Regions from separate parts of the Sus scrofa genome. Here regions 2 and 3 are each linked to region 1. Evidence: chromatin contacts called from public Hi-C and HiChIP or PLAC-seq data. All regions are on one chromosome and are shown on one strand. The core of a region is the stretch at or near the end of the contact, and the rest is flanking DNA. Distances in the headings are between cores, read along the strand shown.

Region 1 (4,255 bases), core at 531-3,030:
ATTCTCCAGATAGTCACAAAGTGTACAGTACATTCTTTTCCCTACTCCACCTCTCTCTTCATAGACAGCCAACGTTATAAGTTTTTTGTCTATCCTTACAGAGATGGTTTATAAAATAGAGCATAAGCACAGATAAATATTCTTGCCCTCTACCAAAGTTTTAACCCAAATGACAGCATATTATACGTGCTGTGTTTGTCTGTGTTTGTAGCTCTGGTCTGTCATCAGATTCTGATAGATGCCTATGACCTGAATTCAAAAGGATTAGAAATGTTTAAAGTCTTAAATGTTTCAGATGAGAAAAACTCAGGGAACCCAACTTGAAAAGCTGTATTGACTACTCTCACATGTTATTCCCTGGGTTTGAAGTGTTAGTCCCTCTCTAGGCTCCTTCACACCTACTCATTTTTCAAACATCACATACTTCTTCCTAGCACATACATAAGTCACTGTATTAAATTTGTTTCCAGCCACTTCGAGGACAGGAACAAAATCTGTCTTGTACACTGCTGGCACACAGTAGGTGCTCAACAAAAAAGTGCAGACTTAAACTTGAATCCAGGCCATCCGGCTTCCAGCCCACTCTTCCTACTGCCGTTCTGCTGCAGTCGGAGAAATAATTCCAAGAGGCAAATAAAAACGCTGAATAGAAAAAGCCGGGAAGTCCTCTCATTTCCACGGTTCATGGAGGACCTTAGCAGAAACCGCTCACCGCGAGGTGTGACTACCGCAGGAGGGCGTCAATCAAGAAAATGCCCCCTTGCCCCGCAGGCGAGTGGAGCTGCACAGAACCGAAGCCACACCGGGTAGCGTCAAGGCTTCAATAGAAAACACGTGCAAAACGGCAAAAGCGGGGCTGCGCGCAGCTGTGATCCCCCTGGACCCGGGGATAGGGGACCAGGAGCAGCTCCTAATGGGTCGGAGAAAATCGCACAGCTTTTGGCTGACGCCGTAGGACTCAGGCCTTCCCTTAATTCCTGCCGGAAGGGACTTCTGCCAGCGTCCCCGGGAAGTGGCTGAGTCCCGGGGACCACAAGTGAAACAAGGTAGAGAGGCCAAGAGTCCAGAACACCTGAAGTCTAGTTATCCTTACCCCACTGGGCAGGCAAGGGCCGTGGATCTCTCTCGTTGGAGCTGCCCCAGGATCCCAAGGCACTCTCTCCCACCGCGAGCTCCCCTAGACGCCCGGGGCAACAGCCTGTGCCACCGTTACTCCAGGGAGCGCGCCGACCAGGGAGGGTGCTCTCGGGCCTGCGAAGCCGCAGTCCTGCCAGTGACCTCTACGCCTGCAGAGCCCGAGTCCAGCCGTCCCTTCCCTGGGGCAGCTGCAGCCACCCCAGGTCCGGGCTCCGACCAGTGCACCCGGGTTTCGGTGGAGGTGTGTTCCCACCGGGGCTACAGCCGCTTGAATCCGCCTTCCAGGCAGCTGCTTGCCTCACGCCTCGCTCGACGGACGCGGCCCTGGGCTTCCTTCGAGGGTGTCCCGGACTTCTTTCGAGGGCGTCACGGGCCGGGGTGCCTGGAGCCCCGAGCGTGCGGGCAGCTGGGCACGGGGGCGCAGGGTCCTCGGAGGCTGGAAGCGGGCTGGTCCCGAGGGCGGGGAGCTCAGCCGACGGGGGCGGGCCAAAGGTGGGGGCGGGAGGCGGCTCCCGGGGCTCCGCGCCATTGGCCGCAGGGCCTGGCGGCAGGAAGGGGCCAGAGTGCCCGGCCCCACCCCGCGGCCGACAGAGCCTATCGCCGGGAGCGCGGAGCGCGGATAAATGTAGCGCCGCGGCGCGGGCCGGCAGCTCTCCGAGGGGCCGGAGCGCGGCAGAGCCATGCAGTACCCGCACCCCGGTCCCCCAGCTGGCGCCGTGGGGGTGCCGCTGTACGCGCCCACGCCGTTGCTGCAGCCTGCGCACCCGACGCCGTTCTACATCGAGGACATTCTGGGTCGCGGGCCCGCCGCGCCCACCCCCACGCCCACGCTGCCGTCCCCCAACTCCTCCTTCACCAGCCTCGTGTCCTCCTACCGGACCCCGGTGTACGAGCCCACGCCGATCCACCCCGCCTTCTCGCACCACTCCGCTGCCGCGCTGGCCGCCGCCTACGGACCCAGCGGCTTCGGGGGCCCTCTGTACCCCTTCCCGCGGTCGGTGAATGACTACACGCACGCCCTGATCCGCCACGACCCCCTGGGTAAGGCGGCCGGGGTCATGGCGGGGCCGAGCCGGGGCGGCGGAGAGGAAGGCGCCACCCGGCAGGTGGCAGCGCCCAGGAGGCGGCGGGGGCGGAGGGGGAGGCAATAGAAAGTTGTGGCAAAAGCGATTGAAAAGCGGCTGTCGGGCGCGCGCGGGGAACGGGAGGCGCGGGCCCCGGCGGCGCGCGGCCCAGACTGACCGCACTGTGACTCAGATTGGTTTTCCTGCACCTTGCAGGCGTCGGGGCAAGCAGGCCCCGGCCAGACCTCGGGCGCTGCCGCCAGGGCCGACGGACGAAGGAGTCCTGGGGGCCCGTGTCGCCCGGGTGGGGCTCCCTGAGCTGGGGGGACTGGGAAGGGAGTGCCAAGGCCCCCCAGGCCACTCGTGCGGGGCAAGGGTAGTTCCCGGGCCGGGTGGTTACGGGGCTGGACCTAGTTCAACAAGCTTGTGCAGTGAAAGAGCCTGACCCTTTCCGTTCATACAGGAAATCTTGAGTTCTCGATAGGAGTAAATCTGGTTTCAGAAGCTGTTAAGTGTTTTCCTGGCTGCATGAAGCAGACCCTTCCCCCGGAGTAGTGCACGCTGCTGATTATTTTATCGACATCCTCAATACAGACAAATTCAGGAAACACTCGACTTCTGATAGCCGGGATCCGTTTTTCTGATATTGTTCATTTCCTCTGTGTGGGATGTGACTTTATGGCAGCTAAAATAACCAGTTGCTTCCTTTTTTTTTTTTTTGAGGCTGTTTTGAACCGGTCTGAATCCTGACGTAAGCAAAATCTCGAAAAAACAATGCCAGCTTTCAAAGCGTGTAGCGCAGGCCTTGCAGACCCATGGACGGACGGACTGACCGACACGTCTTTGGAGTAGGAAGGGCAGCGCGGACACGTTGGCCATATAGAGTTTACAGGACTTGTCCCCTCAGTACATGGCCAAAGAAATAAGCGTGATCCACGCTCCGGGTGGCCCTTGGCGCCTCTGGCATCTGAAGCCTGGGGTAAATAAAACCGGGCTCCTTGCCTTGGGTCACCAAGGTTTTAAATCTAACCTCTGTTATCAGCAGCTTCTGCAGGCACCCGGCAGACAACTAACATTTCAATTAATTGACTTTGTAATGTCATTATTATGGTGCAGCCCCTAGCGCTCCACTTTTCTACTTTGCTACAGAGATTTGGGGGAGTTTATATTTTAGGATTTTTTTTTTTTAGAGTTATTATATTGTGTTTTTGATCCCGCCTTCGAGGGTTTGGTGCCACAGGCCTGTCGTCACTCTCTTCGCCTGCTGGGGCTGAAGGCGGACTCTCAGCCGGGTTGGGCCGGACCTGGGGGCGAGCATTTTCACTGAGCGCGCCCTGGGTTTCCTTGGGTTACTGCTGGGACTGTGCAGGAGGAAGCAAAGGGTTTTTCGAGATAGACCAACAGGAAACACATTGACGGAAATGTTGCCATAGCCCACGGGGTGGCTTTTACTGGCCGCCCCCACGAGCCGGGTGTGAAATCAGAGAAGGCCGCGGCGCCCTCCAGGCAGGATTGAAAGCTACGCGCGCGCGCCCTGAAGCCCGCGCCCGGGCGGGAGGGTTTCCCTCGCACCCTGGAGGTGGTCTCCTGGTCCCGGCGCCGCCCCGGCAGCAACGCGCCTGACTAGTGCGACAAACCCGCTCCTCCTCAACGTAACACCCACTTGATCTTTGGAAAGTGCGCTCCCCCAAGAGAGAGGGCCCAGAGGAGCAAAAAGTTGTGTATAAATTCTGAGAGCGACTGGTTAAAAAGATCATGGTGATTTTAAGCTCAATTTATAGTCGATGTTCTTCTGGGAATCAAAACGGTTATATTTAGCTATGGGCGTGATGGTTGTGTGTGTCTGGGAGTGTACAGTGTGATCTATGTGCATAGGCAGTGTAGGCGTGTGACTTTGGGTGTTCCTGTATCTCTGGGTCTGTATATGTCGGTGTATCTGGTAGCGGGTCCTCCAGGCTCCCTTCCTTCTCTTTGTCACTCTCAGGGCCAGACAAGTCTGAAGTGGGTCAGGCCGCTACAGGGTCCTTTCTAATAGCCACTCTTGCCCACAGGCA
Region 2 (4,255 bases), core at 882-3,381, 170 kb after region 1:
GAGATACTTATATTATTTATATTTTATTATTCTGGGGGAAAATATTATTTAGTATTTTTAACATGAAATTGCTGAATTTTGTCAGATGTCTTTTCTGTGTCTCCATATGGAGGTGGTCATATGATTTTTATCCTTTTGCTCCATTAGTATGACTGAATTTATTAATGCATTTCCTATTTTTGAAATATTCCTGTCTTCATACAATAAATTTCATTGGGTCATGATAAATTACTCTTTTGGTGTGCTGTTAGATTCTGTTTGTGTGTACGCTTTCCAAGATTTTGTATTGATATTTGTAAGTGAGATGGTCTGTAGTTTTCTTTTTTGGTGTAGTCTTTCTCAGGTCTTCAAATCAATGTTGTGCTCACTTCATTAAATTGGAAATTTCCTTTCTTTTTCTATGCTTTGGAATGATATAATTAGTATTGATTATCATGTGATCTTTAAAGTTTTGTTAGAATTACCTTATGAAATCAATTGGGTCTGTTGACTATTTTTTTTTTTTTTTTAGAAGAGTCCCTTAACTCCTTTCTCTATTTCTCTTGTGATAAGTGGTCTGTGCTAAATTTTCTGTCTCTATAATGTAAGCTGTATTCTTTTGAAAATTATCCCTTCAAATTTATTTGAGTAGAGTTGTGCAAATATAGTTTTACATTAAAATTTCTTCTGTTTTGATGGTTTGTGATTTCATTCTTTTTTTATTCATGATTAGGTTCACTGGGTTGGTCTGATTTGTTGATTTAAAAAAAAAGATGTGTCTTGGGATTTATTCATTCCACTAATTTTCTCTTGTCTTGGGATTTATTCATTTCATTAATTCTCTGTTTTCATTAAATATAAAAGCATTCCTTTCATATTTAATGATTTATTTCTTCTGTTTCTTTTGATTTAATTTATTGTTTTTCTAGCTTTTTGTATTTTGCACTTGTTTCATTTATTTTATTGAGGTAATTATTTCATGCTATTAATGTTTCTCTAATGACTGATACAGCTGTATCTCACATATTCTGATGTTTTCCTTGCCATTTTAAAGAAATTCTGCTGTTTTATTTTAATATTTTCCCTTTGATCCAATAGTTTTTTAGTGGTGCATTTTTTAAAAAGTTTCCAGATGTAGTCTTTTTTATTTTTAAAAATTTGCTTTTAATTTTTAATTTTATTACACTTCATTTAGGTAAATCTTTTTTTTTTTTTTTTTTCTCCATTTGGTCATGCCTGTGGCATGAGAAAGTTCTGGGGCCAGGGATCAAACCCATGCTGCAGCAGTGACAGTGCCTAATTCTTAACTTCTAGGCTACCAGGGAACTCTACTGAGATTTTATTTGTGGCTTAATATATGGTTAGTTTTCTTGAGTGTTTCATGTACTCTTAGAAAGAAAGCATATTCTCTTTTATTAGGGTTCTCAGTTTTACACACAGACTCCTTATTAACCAAGTTGGTTATGTACTTTAAGGCCTCATATTGTTTTTCACCTTTCTTAAATTGAGAGGTATGTTAGTGTCCTACTTTTTAATTTGTTACAGTCTCTTCTCACATCTCTTATAGTTTCTGCTTTATAAAAGTTTGTTGCTAAAGTTTGGGGTCTATAAATATTAATGTTATATCTACATTTTGAACTATAGTTTTTAGCGTAAAGCACAAATTGTAAGTGTAGAATTCAATTAATTTTCTGTTTTATTTTCCATGGTGAATGGTGGTTTTTTTGTTTGCTTTTGTTTTTTGTTTTTGGCTGCTTTGCTGAGAAGTCAATCTTAAGTGAATTTCCCCTTGATTGTAAATGAATACTCCTGAGAAGGACTTTGGTAGCAGTATATAGATCATCTCTTAAGCTGCTAAGCAAACTGCTGCACTTTAGATCTGCTCTAGACAGTTTGATGTTTTTGTTGAATTTTCTACATTCTTCTAGGGAGGCAGTCTACATCTGCATTCATTAATCTGATTAATTGTTTAAGCTTTTCGAATTAAAATTTATTTAGCAACTTGTTATCCTTCCTAGAGGAGAAATTAAATTTATACATGTTAAGAGTTTCCATTTCTCATCTTTAGCTTTTTATCAAGTAGTGCAAAAGTCAACAGGAAGAGACATCTCCTTCGTCAGGAGTGTAAAAACAGGAAGGAGGAAGTCTATTGCAAATCTGTGTTAGCTGATTATCAGTTCAGGTTTCACCATAGAGGATGTCCATTAACGATCATCATTATGCTTTGTTGTTAACCAATTTCAGTGAGTGTTAATGTCAATATTACAGAATGTCAGTCCTAGTTATAGGAAGTAATGTTAACTAACAAACTGCACTAGACTCTTTCCTGTGCAGGGAAACAGGATATTATTAGTGAGTACAAGTCTGAGAAATTGTGCATAGAGGAAAAACAAGGCAAGTAAAATTCAACATCAGAAATGTATGGAAAGCCATCCTTTATTTTTTGACTTTGATTTATCTTGATACTTTGATAGATTGTATGATTCTTTAAGATATGATTGTTTCCTTTTTTTTAAATTAAAGTATATTAACTCTGTCATTTAAAATATTGTTTGACAGAATGTCTTCAGTTGAATTAGAGGAAACACCTGGGCATTACTTAATAAAACATTTAAGAGTGCATATGGCAAACTAGATGAAATATTTATGGGAAAAGAGTGAATATTTTGTAAACAAAAAAAATCTTAATCATTCTGTAATGAAAAAAATTGAATTCTGTGTTTATACGTTGTTAGAGTTGCTAGAAACTCTCCATTACTTGACAGCTACAAAATACCTACTTGGTTTAGATACTTAACAGTGATATTTTAGGACATTTATCCTGAATTCTTTACTTAGCTATTCAATATTGTGGAAGTTTTGAAAAAGCAAAAATGTTGTATGAAAGCTAGATGGCATTATATTATTATCGCTTATTATCCTAGAGACTTGTTTGACATGTTCGTTTCCTCAAGGGTCTATTTAATTAAACTATGACTTTATTTTTGGATTTTTTTTTATATCATGGCATAGATAGAAAGTTAGAATGAGGTTTGAGATGATCATTATTGTGGTATAACCTCTTCATTTGGGAAGACATGCTCTAATGTATTGGTCAGATAAGGTGATTTGTCAACTCCTTATAATTGTAAGGAATTTGTGTGTATGTTTGTGTATGTGTAGGTGTGTGCATACATGTGCATGTATATCTTAGTTACAGATTTTTGTTTATTTTAGTTGTAATTACTAAACCAACTTGAATGAACTTATGGAAAAAAATAGTGTACGGTTACTGGGTATCTCACAGCAATCCTACTTCTCAAAAGACTAGAAGAAAGAAAGAAGTGATAGTATTTCTTTCCATTTCTCCATGTTTCTCTCTGTCTTCTTCGTTCTCTGAAGTCTGGCTTTCTCTCCTTCTCTCTGTACTTGAGGAGGATGACCACCTACAGCTTCCATATGTCAGTCAAGCGCATACAGATGGCTGTGTCTGAATTCCAGTTCAAAATTCCTGAAAGAGCTGTCTAACTGAACTATCTTGAATCAGTTGTACGCTTCTGGTGCAAAGTACTGTTGGTCAGAAGAGGCCATATTGCTTGTCCAGCCTTGTGAATGGTCAGTGGTTCTTAGAGACAAAGAATATATTGTAGTTGTGTTTGTACAGTTTTCTGGGGCGAAGATTTATGACTTTTATTAAAATCACAGAGAATAGTCTTGCCACTCCTTGGCTTGGGCACAAGTCAAGTAAAGATTAACTACTCTTAAGAGTTCTGTTAGAATTCTCACTACTTACAACAGATATCCTTCATATCGGTTAAACTGCTTGTCTCTTTTACAGTGCTGTGTTCTTTCCTGGCTGTGTTTACCATGATTGAATTTTCTCCTCCTCTATCTACCTATCACGGAATTCCCTTCTTAGGTCCTATTTCCTATATGAAATTTTGGCATCCTAAAACATTGTATTCTACAAGGATACATATTATCTATTTAAACACATACACATATAAATATATGGATATTTTCTCTGTCTGAATTCTAATAGCATGGATTTTTAAAGTGCTACACAATGTTGTTTAGTTATGATTGTATGTCTTGTGTGTATATTTTAAATAAATATCTCAAATGCAGGCCTTATAGTCCCTGAGGCCTATGATTGTCATGCATACCTGGCTAATTCAAACTATGTTACATAGCATAATACCATGGGTACAACATTCTCAGTAAATACTTTCTTTGGGGGCTGCACCTACGGCATATGAAAACTCCTGGGCTAGGGATCCAGTCCACACCACAGCAG
Region 3 (4,255 bases), core at 1,170-3,669, 130 kb after region 1:
TGAGATGGGATCTCAGTTCCCAGACCAGGGATTGAACCCTGCCCACAGTGGTAAATGCACCAAGTCCTAACCACTAGACCACCAGGGAACTCCCCCAATTTTTTAACTGTTATATTTAGGGCTGGGTGGGTCATCAGGGATATATGTTCATGCATATGTGGCATTACCTATGAATTTGTTCTCCACAATGTAGTAAAGTCATGACCAACATTCTCTTATGACCAGAATGATTTCCCATCATAAATTTACGTGTTTTTTTTTTTGCCTTTTTTTTTTTTGCCTTTTTTTTAGGTCCACACTGGCAGCATGTGGAGGTTCCCAGGCTAGGGGTCAAATTGGAGCTGTAGCCGCCAGCCTGCACCACAGCCACAGCAGCTCAGGATCTGAGCCTCGTCTATGACCTACACCACAGCTCACGGCAATGCAGGATCCTTAACCCACTGAACAAGGCCAGGGATCGAACCCACATCCTCATGGATACTAGTTGAATTCATTTCTGTTGCGCTACAACAGGAACTCCTGAATTTATGAATTCTCACAGTCTGATAAATTTGATCTGGAAGTGTCATATTTTTGCACCATTTGGACCAATATTTCCTCAGAAGGCAGGAGTAATCCATAGCTTGTAGCTTTACTGTCAATCATTCACTCATTCAATAAGCATTTCCTGAACACTCCTGCTACACAAGGCAATGTGTTAGTGTTAAGGGGAATACAAATACAAATCAAATAGACATTCTTTTCTTGCATAGTCTGATAATTTGGCATAAATTAAAAACGTTGCACATAAATGGCTTTAACACAAGATAGAAAATCACTGTTTTGTGTCAGGTCTTGAAGGCAGGCACCATCACTCCCTCTTGGGGGAAATAGTGTTAGGCATATTCCTGATGCATTTCTGCCATCCTGCCATTGGAGGAAAACTAGGGCTAAGAGTTGAAGGTATTGGTGGGGTTGAGGTGAAGACTGCTGGATTAGTTTGCTACTAGCACATATAACCAACCCATCACTCAGTGGCTGAAAAGAACCATCATTCGTCATTGCTCCTGTGTCTGTGAGTATTTGGGGCATGGCTGGGGTGGGTGCCTCTGCTTCAGACTGCTGCAGCTAGATGCAAAACTATGCTTCTCCCTGCATTTTTGTGGATCAGTGGCAATGACTCTGCTTCCTGTATGTCTCATCCTCCTTGGACCAGCAAGCTAGCCGGGAATATTTTTCTCAGGTGATGGTAGAGGTGTAAGAGGGCAAACAGCAGCAAGAGAGGCCTTACAAAGCCCAGGCCTGGAGCTCACAAACTGTCATGTATCACTGGCCTGCAGAAGTCACAGGGCTAAGCCCAAAGCCCTGGGGCATGGAGGGACACTCAGTGTGGCACTGACAAGTGTAAGGGTGCACAGAGAAGTGAAAAACTGATGCAGTTTATGAAGCATGCCTGTGGTTATATGAATATTACATTTTGAGGAGAAAGAACTTCCCGTTTCTTTTCAGAACAATATTAACAAATCTGATAAAAACTTAAAAAAATAGATTCATACAGAAGAATGTCACTAGTCCTCCCTCTCTTTCCAGTACTGGGCAAGAAAGCATGAGGTTAAACTCAGAATTCAGGAAGATCTAGTACAAATGGTAATGGGAATTATGTATCCATTTAATTTTTTAGGCCTCCTTGGGACTGGCTGGCTGGTCTCCACATTTTTCCTTTATATTTTAGGCCTCTACTCCTTTCACACTTTTTTCCTCTCGGTGGCAACCAGCCCCCTTAACATGCTGGCGTCTTCGTGCTTTCTCCCTCCACATCAAAATCTCTCCTGCAGAAAGGATCTAGCAAACTCATTCACAGTGAGGCATAAGTGGCTGGTTTAAGGATTAAAATTAAGCCATTTCCAGGAGCATCTGTCTTTGAACAGGAGACAAAAAAAGGAATGGCTCTTTAACGGAGGAACGTCACACCTTTGTGAGTAAGGTGGCAAGTGACAGGGATGGGGAACCAAGGTGCTTGTCCAGTGACCTCAAAATCATATCCTATAGGATTGTTACACACATATTTTTTCTGAGTAAGTTAACTGCTTGGGTTTGTGGGCAAGGGTGTCGTTGCAGGAATAATTAGGAGCATAGCTCTAATGGCGCAGTTAGCATAAATAACATTAAAATATGTGCCCTAACAAGTCCGTTGTAATTTAATAACTTTTTATAGTGTAATTTTTCTAATCCCTATCAAAGTTTGCTGTTACTGTCTTTGAGAAACAAGCAAATAAATATAGCAGGCATTGGGCAGGAACTTTCTGAACTGTGTCAAGGTTAATAATAAGTAAAATGTTATAAGCAGAGACAGGACAGCAACAGCTGTGCAACATTCTTGGAAGCCAGGATTTTGATAGCATGAGCTCAGACAGTGAGCTCAGTTTTTTGCTGCTACTTTGGATGAAGAGAGAACCCTTGTCATAATTATAGGGAAAACGACATTTCTCTTATAAATTACAACTGTTTTGCACTGAAAATCTGATGTCTGTGGCTGGAAAATCAGGAGCAATGTTGGAAGAGGACGCAGATCAAACCTATGAGAATGTCCTGGCTGAGATCCAGTCCTTCGAGCTGCCCATTGAAGCTACTTTAAGGTAAGTCTCCTTTATATTTTCTGGTTTCTTCTTTGGTAGGTATAAGGTAGTCTTATGCACTTCTTTTTATACTTTTCTTCTTTGTATACTTATTTTTATAAAGAATAAAAAATAATTTTTGAAAAATAGTTACAGTTCTTTATATACCTAATCTCAAAATTTTATCCTTAAATGAATGACAATAAATAAAAAATCCACTTTTTTGCATTGTATTTGTTTCAGGATTCATCATCACAAGATCCAAAAATAGAAATGACTTTCAAGTGGTCAAAAAGGGCCGCATGCCAACTCCAGATGGATATTCCGTCTTATTTATATCAGGTTTCAATTATTTTCTCTAAGATGTTGCCTAGTGAAAAACATCAAGAACAATTAGATGTATCAATGAAACTCATTTATATTTGTGTGGACGTCAGTTGTAGGGGAAGAACGCAGAATGCTTATTTGCATTGTTGTTGCTCTTGGGTATATGGTGGCCTCTTGGATGTATTTTTTTTTATTTCTACATAAGATTTAAAAATAACTTCTTTGGTAGGATGGGGATTAATATGCATAGTTCAAGGGCAGGATTAAGATGAAAGACCATGTATCTCTGTGCTAAATGGACACTTTTAAAGTTTAATTATTTTGGAGTTCCTGTGGTGGTGCAGCTGAAATGATTCTGACTAGGAGCCATGAGGTTGCTGGTTTGATCCCTGCCTCGCTCAGTGAGTTAAGGATCTGGCATTGCCTTGAGCTGTGGTGTAGGTCACAGATGCGGCTCAGATCTGGCATTGCTATGGCTATAGCACAGGCAGCTGTATTTCCGATTAGACCCCTAGTCTGGGATTTGCCATATGCCGTGGGTGTGGCCCTAAAAAGAAAAAAAAAATTTGTCTGTCTGCCTTTATCTGATACCTATCAGTGTGGGAACAGGATAGTGACAGTCAATAAATATTTGTTGACTAATATTTGTAGATTAAGTGAAAGGATTTCTTTCTTTTTTCTTTTTCTTTCTTTTTTTTTTTTTTTTTGGTGTTGTCTTTTCATTCTCAAAAAGATCCAGGGTCAAATGCTTTGAAATTCTATAATTTCGGTCTGAATACATTTCTCCTGAATGTTTCAATTTGATTTTGCATTAAATAAATTTTGAATCTTTCCAAAGGGCCTAAAGTAATGTTGGGGGTATGGGAAGCTAATGGTATTTACTGGTTGATTCTTGGATTATCAACATGTAGATGCGGTTGCAAAATAATTACAACTCTATTATAACTGTTCTTTTCACTTTCATTTTATTTGAGCATCGTAGACATCCATGAAAAAAGACAGGTAATTTTTACCTTATTCAATAAGTAGAAGAAACCAAAGCTTTTCACAAGGGCTTGGTCATTTTTTCCAAAGGAAACAGACTTTATACTGTCTAGCATCTTCTAAAACTTGTGCATCTGTCTGGCAGCTAGGTCAGAAGTCTACAGGGAAATGTGAGAAGGGGATAAAGGGAACCTGGCCATGTGTTAATTACCATGGCCTCTGCTGCCATTGCTGCTTCAGAGCCCTTAGTCTTTGACCCCTGACCCTTTCTACTTCTCCCTTGGTCTCACAATCCTGGCTAACATCTACAGACTTCATCCATCCTTGGAACTATCGGCTAGTCTTGCCCT

Evidence for each region. A called contact is a pair of places that touch in the nucleus more often than the background predicts. HiChIP or PLAC-seq counts read pairs in DNA pulled down with a chosen protein or histone mark.
Region 2: a Hi-C map of retroperitoneal adipose tissue shows a contact between it and region 1, with 1.7 times the contacts expected there. The contact joins the enhancer-like site here to the promoter of HHEX in region 1. A contact is called at or near these places in 1 of 5 promoter capture datasets (liver), 10 of 47 Hi-C or Micro-C datasets (alveolar macrophages, blood, embryonic fibroblasts and 6 more) and 2 of 2 datasets of contacts at active chromatin or transcription factors (alveolar macrophages and skeletal muscle).
Region 3: an H3K27ac HiChIP or PLAC-seq map of skeletal muscle shows a contact between it and region 1, with 6 times the contacts expected there. The contact joins the promoter of EXOC6 here to the promoter of HHEX in region 1. A contact is called at or near these places in 1 of 5 promoter capture datasets (liver), 5 of 47 Hi-C or Micro-C datasets (blood, mesenteric adipose tissue, retroperitoneal adipose tissue and 2 more) and 2 of 2 datasets of contacts at active chromatin or transcription factors (alveolar macrophages and skeletal muscle).

Annotation. Positions count from the first base shown.
Region 1 is chr14:104,192,644-104,196,898 of Sscrofa11.1, forward strand. HHEX (hematopoietically expressed homeobox) reads left to right here and starts at 1,781. Exons shown (of 4, transcript NM_001244579.1): 1 at 1,781-2,178; 2 at 4,253-4,255. The coding sequence starts at 1,818.
Region 2 is chr14:104,365,975-104,370,229 of Sscrofa11.1, forward strand. All of the region lies in intron 1 of EXOC6 (exocyst complex component 6), which reads left to right. Among named protein-coding and RNA genes, the nearest start is that of EXOC6, 41 kb to the left of the region's middle. Within about 2 kb of position 2,132, at least 11 of the 83 cell types and tissues checked have an H3K27ac peak or open chromatin away from gene starts, as enhancers often do. A contact at or near this core is called in alveolar macrophages and retroperitoneal adipose tissue, where this site is marked.
Region 3 is chr14:104,324,524-104,328,778 of Sscrofa11.1, forward strand. EXOC6 (exocyst complex component 6) reads left to right here and starts at 2,420. Exons shown (of 23, transcript XM_021073792.1): 1 at 2,420-2,615. The coding sequence starts at 2,503.